Linked DNA regions of Hordeum vulgare: region 1 is linked to region 2. Evidence: chromatin contacts called from public Hi-C data. All regions are on one chromosome and are shown on one strand. The core of a region is the stretch at or near the end of the contact, and the rest is flanking DNA. Distances in the headings are between cores, read along the strand shown. Region 1 holds the start of LOC123409239 (phosphoenolpyruvate carboxylase 1-like). Region 2 holds the start of LOC123408896 (arogenate dehydrogenase 2, chloroplastic-like).

Region 1 (2,964 bases), core at 249-2,748, 490 kb after region 2:
TCACCATGTTAGTATAATCACTCACACCACATGCATAACTCGAATTGGCAACAGCAGCATGGTTCGCCTCAAACAATAACATTATGGACATGCTTGAAATAGCATAGCGATTAAATGTTACTGCGCCCATCCCTTGGTTTGATGGGTCCGAAATTATGATACAGTTGAGCAACAATTGCAAAAGGACCCAATCGAACGTTCACCCGGAGTTATGGCATTTTTTGTTGGCGCAGTTCATTTTAAGCCAGAAAATTACCATCCTCGGGAACTAAACTAGCCATAAAAACGTTCGCAATTGCCTTCCGTTCCAGCGAACGTTCGCTGGTTATGATTACCGTTGCAAAATTGATACTACTGCTGCTACCCAAACATTTATCGAATATCTTCTCCCCAAACATCTTAGGTTCATCAAGCAAAATTCTCATGCACGCATATAGCTAGATATGGACCTGTGACTGTGCGACGCATATACCTCTCTCTGAAGAGCCTCGTCGAGCTCTTGCTTGTCGTCTGCCGTGATGTCCTTGGCGTACAGCTGCCTCAGGCAATTACGTATCCTGCATGTACAGAGAGCTCGATTACTCTGTTAATAAGCTTTCGAAATGCAGCAGAAATTACGGTGTTCGTTTCAAGGCAGCCTGGCTGGGCTCAATGGGGTGATGTGAAAGAAATCAACCTGCCGTGCTTCTGGAGGAGCGACCTCCGGATGGACTGCGTGGGGTGGGCGGTGAAGACGAGGTCGACGGTCTGGTTCTTGAGCGCGTCGAACACCTCCTCGCGGGTCTTGCCCAGGTCGGACACCAGCCTCTTGAGCGTCTCCTCGATGTCGGACTCGGTGGTGGCGGAGGCCTCGTCGGCGAAGTCGCCGCGCTTGAGCTTGTTCCTGCGGCGGTTCGCGATCTGCACCTCCTCGGCGAGGTTGGCGAGGTTGAGCATGTGGGAGAAGGAGCTGGCCACGACGATGGCGTCGGCCGGGGCCAGCCCCGTGAGCCTGCCCCCGAGCTCGTCCAGCCGCGCCGCGTCGCGGTCGCCCTCGTACTCCGCCGCCACCTCGTAGCAGTCCTGCACCTGCAGCGAGCGAGCGACGGCCGGCCGGCGAGGTCAGACTCCTTTCATTCCATGCGCGGGACCGGTTCAAAGGTTAATCGATGGTATGGATTGGTACGTACGAACTCGCGGAGGTGTGGGCCGTGGAGGTCCTGGAGGATGTCGAGGAAGCGGTCGATGAGGAGGGCGTCGTACTCGACGAGCTTGTCGTCCTCGGAGACCTTGCCGGGGGCGAGGAGGCGGAGCTGCGCGTCGATGGAGTGGTGCCGTTCCATGGGGGCGGAGGAGGATGACATGTCCTTCGCGGGAAGCGCCGCGCCGAGCCGCGCCGCGCCGAGCAAAGGAGGAGGAAGCGGTGTGTGTGTCTCGCGCTCTCCGTCGGTCGGACGGACGGACAGTGCGTGTATGGCTGCGAGTGTGGATGGGGTGATGGGGCAGTGGTCTGCCGTGGGTGTCTAAATAAGCACCGGACAGTGGTGTATGACCGCTGAGTGTGTGCACGGGAAAAGTACGGCCCTTGGAGGTTGGAAAGGCAGCTTAAAGCGGATGCACGGGCGCCCAAACTAATGAAATTCTCCTTTAAAAAATAATCAAAATGTGAAAGAACAACAAAGTAGGGCTGTGTTCGGCAACCTCTGCTCTTTCACTATAAAGCGGAGCGCGCGGAGCAGCCAGTTAGGACATGTACAATGATTGATAAAATGATCTTATCTTAAATCTTATATTAATTTAGAGATAATAAACAAAGTCTATAATGGATTATCTGTTAGCCTTATCTCCTACTATTAGTTATTCCTAAAAACATGACGAGACATATTGTGTTAAAAGATCACCTCTTGTTTTCTCTTAAATAAGAGAAGGCAAAGCCTTTTTTTCAAGTTCTCTCTCCTCCGCCTCGTCATTTATCCTATGTGGCACTTTTAAGATAGCATCATTATACGTGCCCTTAGCCGCTCTCCGAAATATAACCACTTGCCCCTTGCGGAGCGAAGGAATTTCAAACAACCATTAAATTTGTATGAATGTCTATGTTGTATGTAAAGTGCTACTGTATTTGTTTCAATTTGCTATTAATTTTTGTTGTCTAAATTGGGAACTCTAGTTCATTTTCTAGTCGATATTAGCTAAACCACAACCCATTAGAATTTTGTCTACCACACTATATGGTGGGATAAGTATGGATTTATGGCATTTTCGAGGACAAATGTCTAATTTTCTCCCCCCACACGTACCATTTGTGAACATGTAGATGGACAACAAATAGTTGTTCGACCCCCCCTTCCTTTGACGTGGAGGTGAATGTTGTTGGCATCGAAGTTGTTGTCAGAATCCTTTCTCGTCTTCCTCCTTCTGTAGAACGAGGGGTCGGGAGGCACACTTGTTCTTTGCAAGGGCTTTCGCTCGGGCAGGGTTTCCGGCTTCGCACCAAGAAGACTTAATTCCTTCCTGAAGCACCTTTACCTTCTTCGGGCGACGAGCGATCTAATCTTTTTTTCTTTTTCAAAAGGAGGACAACCCCGGGCCTCTGCATCAAGTGATGCAGACAACCATTTTAGTGAATTATTCAACAAAATCCAACAAAACAAATACATGGATCAACTCAAAGCCACCTTTTTGCAACTACTAATGCTATACCTACAACCTTGATGATGTGTCGTGACCTCACATCAACACACGCCATCTAATCCGATGGTCTCGCCAAGTCACCCGCCAGCAAGCCCAGAGCACCAACCGGTCTAGCTGATTATCTGCGAGCACCGCATGTGCACACTCCATAATCCACTGCCACCATCTTCCGCCGTCCCAACTTAAGGAGAGATCAACGTATCGACCTTGCCAAGCCCAACTGTCGTTGATCCACCACGACGCCATACAACGCCACCAACTTGCATGTGTCCATCGACACACCTCCAACAT
Region 2 (2,966 bases), core at 12-2,511:
ATGTTGACCTCTTCGTTAGCCTCATACACACAAGAAAGAGGTTCAATGCTGGCCTCTTCGTTGATGGTTGCAGGAATAGCTTCAACAATCGAAGAGGAAACCCGGTTCAAATCCAACAAGTTAGGAACATTTGTTTTCATGGCAAATAACTCTAGAGCCTTGTCTAGTGATTCGGCCACCGTATCCTTGTATGCAAGCCAACGTTGCTCGGAGTTGACACGCATGGTCTTCCAACGAATGTGCATTCCGAATCCCACATTATGCCTACTAGCAAACTCAACTACATCACTAGGGTCCATCCAATTCAAATCCTTTCGGACTTGTTCCAACAATTCAGCATAGCTAGGACACAAATCGAACACCATGTCAAGCTCATCCGGGTCCGGATCAATATTGCCTTTTAAAAAGGCATCCTTGTCCACGTGATGAACATAAACACATGTTCTTCCCATACCTAAACAACAAAACATGGAACCTTTTTATGAGCAATCATACAATTACAATAACCATAGCCTAACTTCCAAATAACCCTAACCCCCTCATAACCCTAACACAACCAAACATCCCTAACCCTAGCCTAACCATAGCCTAACCCTAGCCTAACCCTAGCCTAACCCTAAAACAACCATAATGCACACATCCAAACAACCCTAATCCTAACCCCATCATACCCCTTATCCTAACATACAAACAAATAAAACAATATGATATACATCCCACATTTCATGAAAAACTAGGGTTTTCTCAAATTTGCAAAAAAAAGAACACAAAAGATTTTCCTTTGGATGAGAATGAGGGGAGAGGTGGGGATTACCTTAGGGGAGTGATTGGACAACAAATGCCCGCTCCAAACCTTGAGATTTGGTGATGTAGAGAAGGATTTGAGGGAGGGGGCAGTGGCTGGGAGAGGGGCTGGGGGAGGGGAATGAGGGAGGGGGTGGGGAGGGGGTGGGGAGGGGGCTGGTCCGTGGCTCTGTAAGTCAGTGTGTGGCGCCTAAGGGTCAGGCGCCACACATTACAATGTGTGACGCCTGAGGCTTAGGCGTCACACTGCCTGGGGGTGGGGCCCTCCCTGCCACGTGGTAGGGGGTGTGGCGCCTAACCCCTAGGCGTCACACAGTACAGTGTGGCGCCGAGGTGTCGGGCGCCACACAAAAGGATCAGGCCGGTGAATTATTTCTCCCGAGGGGTCAATCCGTGAGTTCTTTCGTCCCAGGGGTCATTTTTGTCAATTTTGCCCTGCTTTTCTTCTGCCGCCTGACTTGCTGCTGCCGGCTGTCCAGATTATTGGTCGATTTGCTGCCGCTGCCTCCACGTGATGGACTGCCACGCGCATCGGATCTCGCCATTTTTTCCTCAACAAATCCACACCATCTGCTTCTCGTGATTCGCTCCCGACCGAGCGATCTCTTTTTCCCGATACATCCATCGACCAAGTTGGAATCGACGCGTATGCAAGGCTGGCGAGCTGGCGAGGGCGCGCGAGACCTGCACGGCTGCGCCACCGGCTCCGGCCTCGCGATCACTTAATAAAAAGTACATCGGCGTCGCGATCACTTCGTAGTAAGCAGCCGATCGACCGATGGCTTCCTCCCTTCGCCACTTGGCCTGCCGCAGCTCCCCGGCCGGTGCCGCCGCTTCGCCGACGCCGAGCTTGCTGCGACGCTTCAGCCCCGACTTCTGCGCCCTCGCCGCCCTTCGGCCGATCAGGCCGGCCACCGCCGGCGCCAAACCCCCGAGAGACGCCACGACCTCCACCGAGCAGGAGCAGCAGCTCGCCGCACATTGGCGTGGCGCCTACGACCACGAGCAGCCCTCCACGTCGCCGTCGCCGTCGGTGTCCTTGACGGAGGCGCCGGATCCCGCGGCGCTGCGCGTGGGGATCATCGGGTTCGGCAACTTCGGGCAGTTCATCGCCAGGGGCATCCAGCGGCAGGGCCAAGCCGTGCTGGCCACCTCAAGATCCGACTACTCCGGCTACTGCTCCGCCCACGGGATACGCTTCTTCAGGTGACCAACCATGCCAATCCACGAACCTATCTTTCTTCGATCTATCGGTTGGGAACTTGGGATGCAATTGCAAGGGGATCAATCCATCATGCTGTGAAATGCTGACAACAACAACAACAACAGAAGCTTGGAGGCGCTGTGCGAGGAGCAGCCGGACGTGCTGCTGGTTTGCAGCTCCATCCTCTCCACGGAGTCCGTCGTCCGGGCCATCCCCCTCGCCAAGCTCCGCCCCGACACCATCGTCGCCGACGTGCTCTCCGTCAAGCAGTTCCCCCGCAACCTCCTCCTCGAGGTTCGTAACCTTCAACCTGACCCGTACTTACCATTGATGATCGCACTAGTACCGATAATATTTCTTCTCAAAGTAAGTAGCTGTCTCTAGTTGAAATTTTAAACGAAACGTCTCGTCACACTTTTCAGCGCCTACCGCTAAACGTACTGTACTTTTTTGTGCCGCATTTTTAGCAGTGACGTTGAGTTTGGGGTCCTGCCAAACATACGGGGCCAGCATTGAGTTGCTCAACCGTCCCTCTGTCCGGTGCTCATGACACAACGACTGTACGAACTACCAGTACAGCTGCATTAGTTGAAGGAGTAAAGGGTTGGGCGGTCTTTGCTGCGCCGTTAATGTTCTTGGGTTTTTATAAAAAAAATACTCTCTTTGTATTAAAATATAAGGTATAATTTTTTGAGAAGTCAAATCTTTTTAAATTTGACCAAATTTGTAGAGGAATATTTCAATATATATATAATATCAAATCGCATTAGATTCATCATGAAATACATTTTTATTTTTATTGATTTAGTATTGTGGATGTCAATATTTTTGGCTCTGGACTTGGTCAAAGTTACAAATATTATACTTTTCGGAAACTTAATACACCTTATATCGTAAAATTGAGTGAGTGTTTGGTTTGGCGGGGGGGGGGGGGGGGGGATGGTGTGTTTTTATTTAT

Evidence for each region. A called contact is a pair of places that touch in the nucleus more often than the background predicts.
Region 1: a contact with region 2 is called in a Hi-C map of leaf, with 7 times the contacts expected there. The contact joins the promoter of LOC123409239 here to the promoter of LOC123408896 in region 2. A contact is called at or near these places in 2 of 6 Hi-C or Micro-C datasets (leaf and seedling).

The regions. Positions count from the first base shown.
Region 1 is chr7H:460,284,869-460,287,832 of MorexV3_pseudomolecules_assembly, forward strand. It overlaps LOC123409239 (phosphoenolpyruvate carboxylase 1-like), which reads right to left and starts at 1,499. Exons shown (of 10, transcript XM_045102192.1): 1 at 1,170-1,499; 2 at 677-1,068; 3 at 473-557. The coding sequence starts at 1,343.
Region 2 is chr7H:459,794,492-459,797,457 of MorexV3_pseudomolecules_assembly, forward strand. It overlaps LOC123408896 (arogenate dehydrogenase 2, chloroplastic-like), which reads left to right and starts at 1,262. Exons shown (of 7, transcript XM_045101927.1): 1 at 1,262-2,010; 2 at 2,134-2,302. The coding sequence starts at 1,583.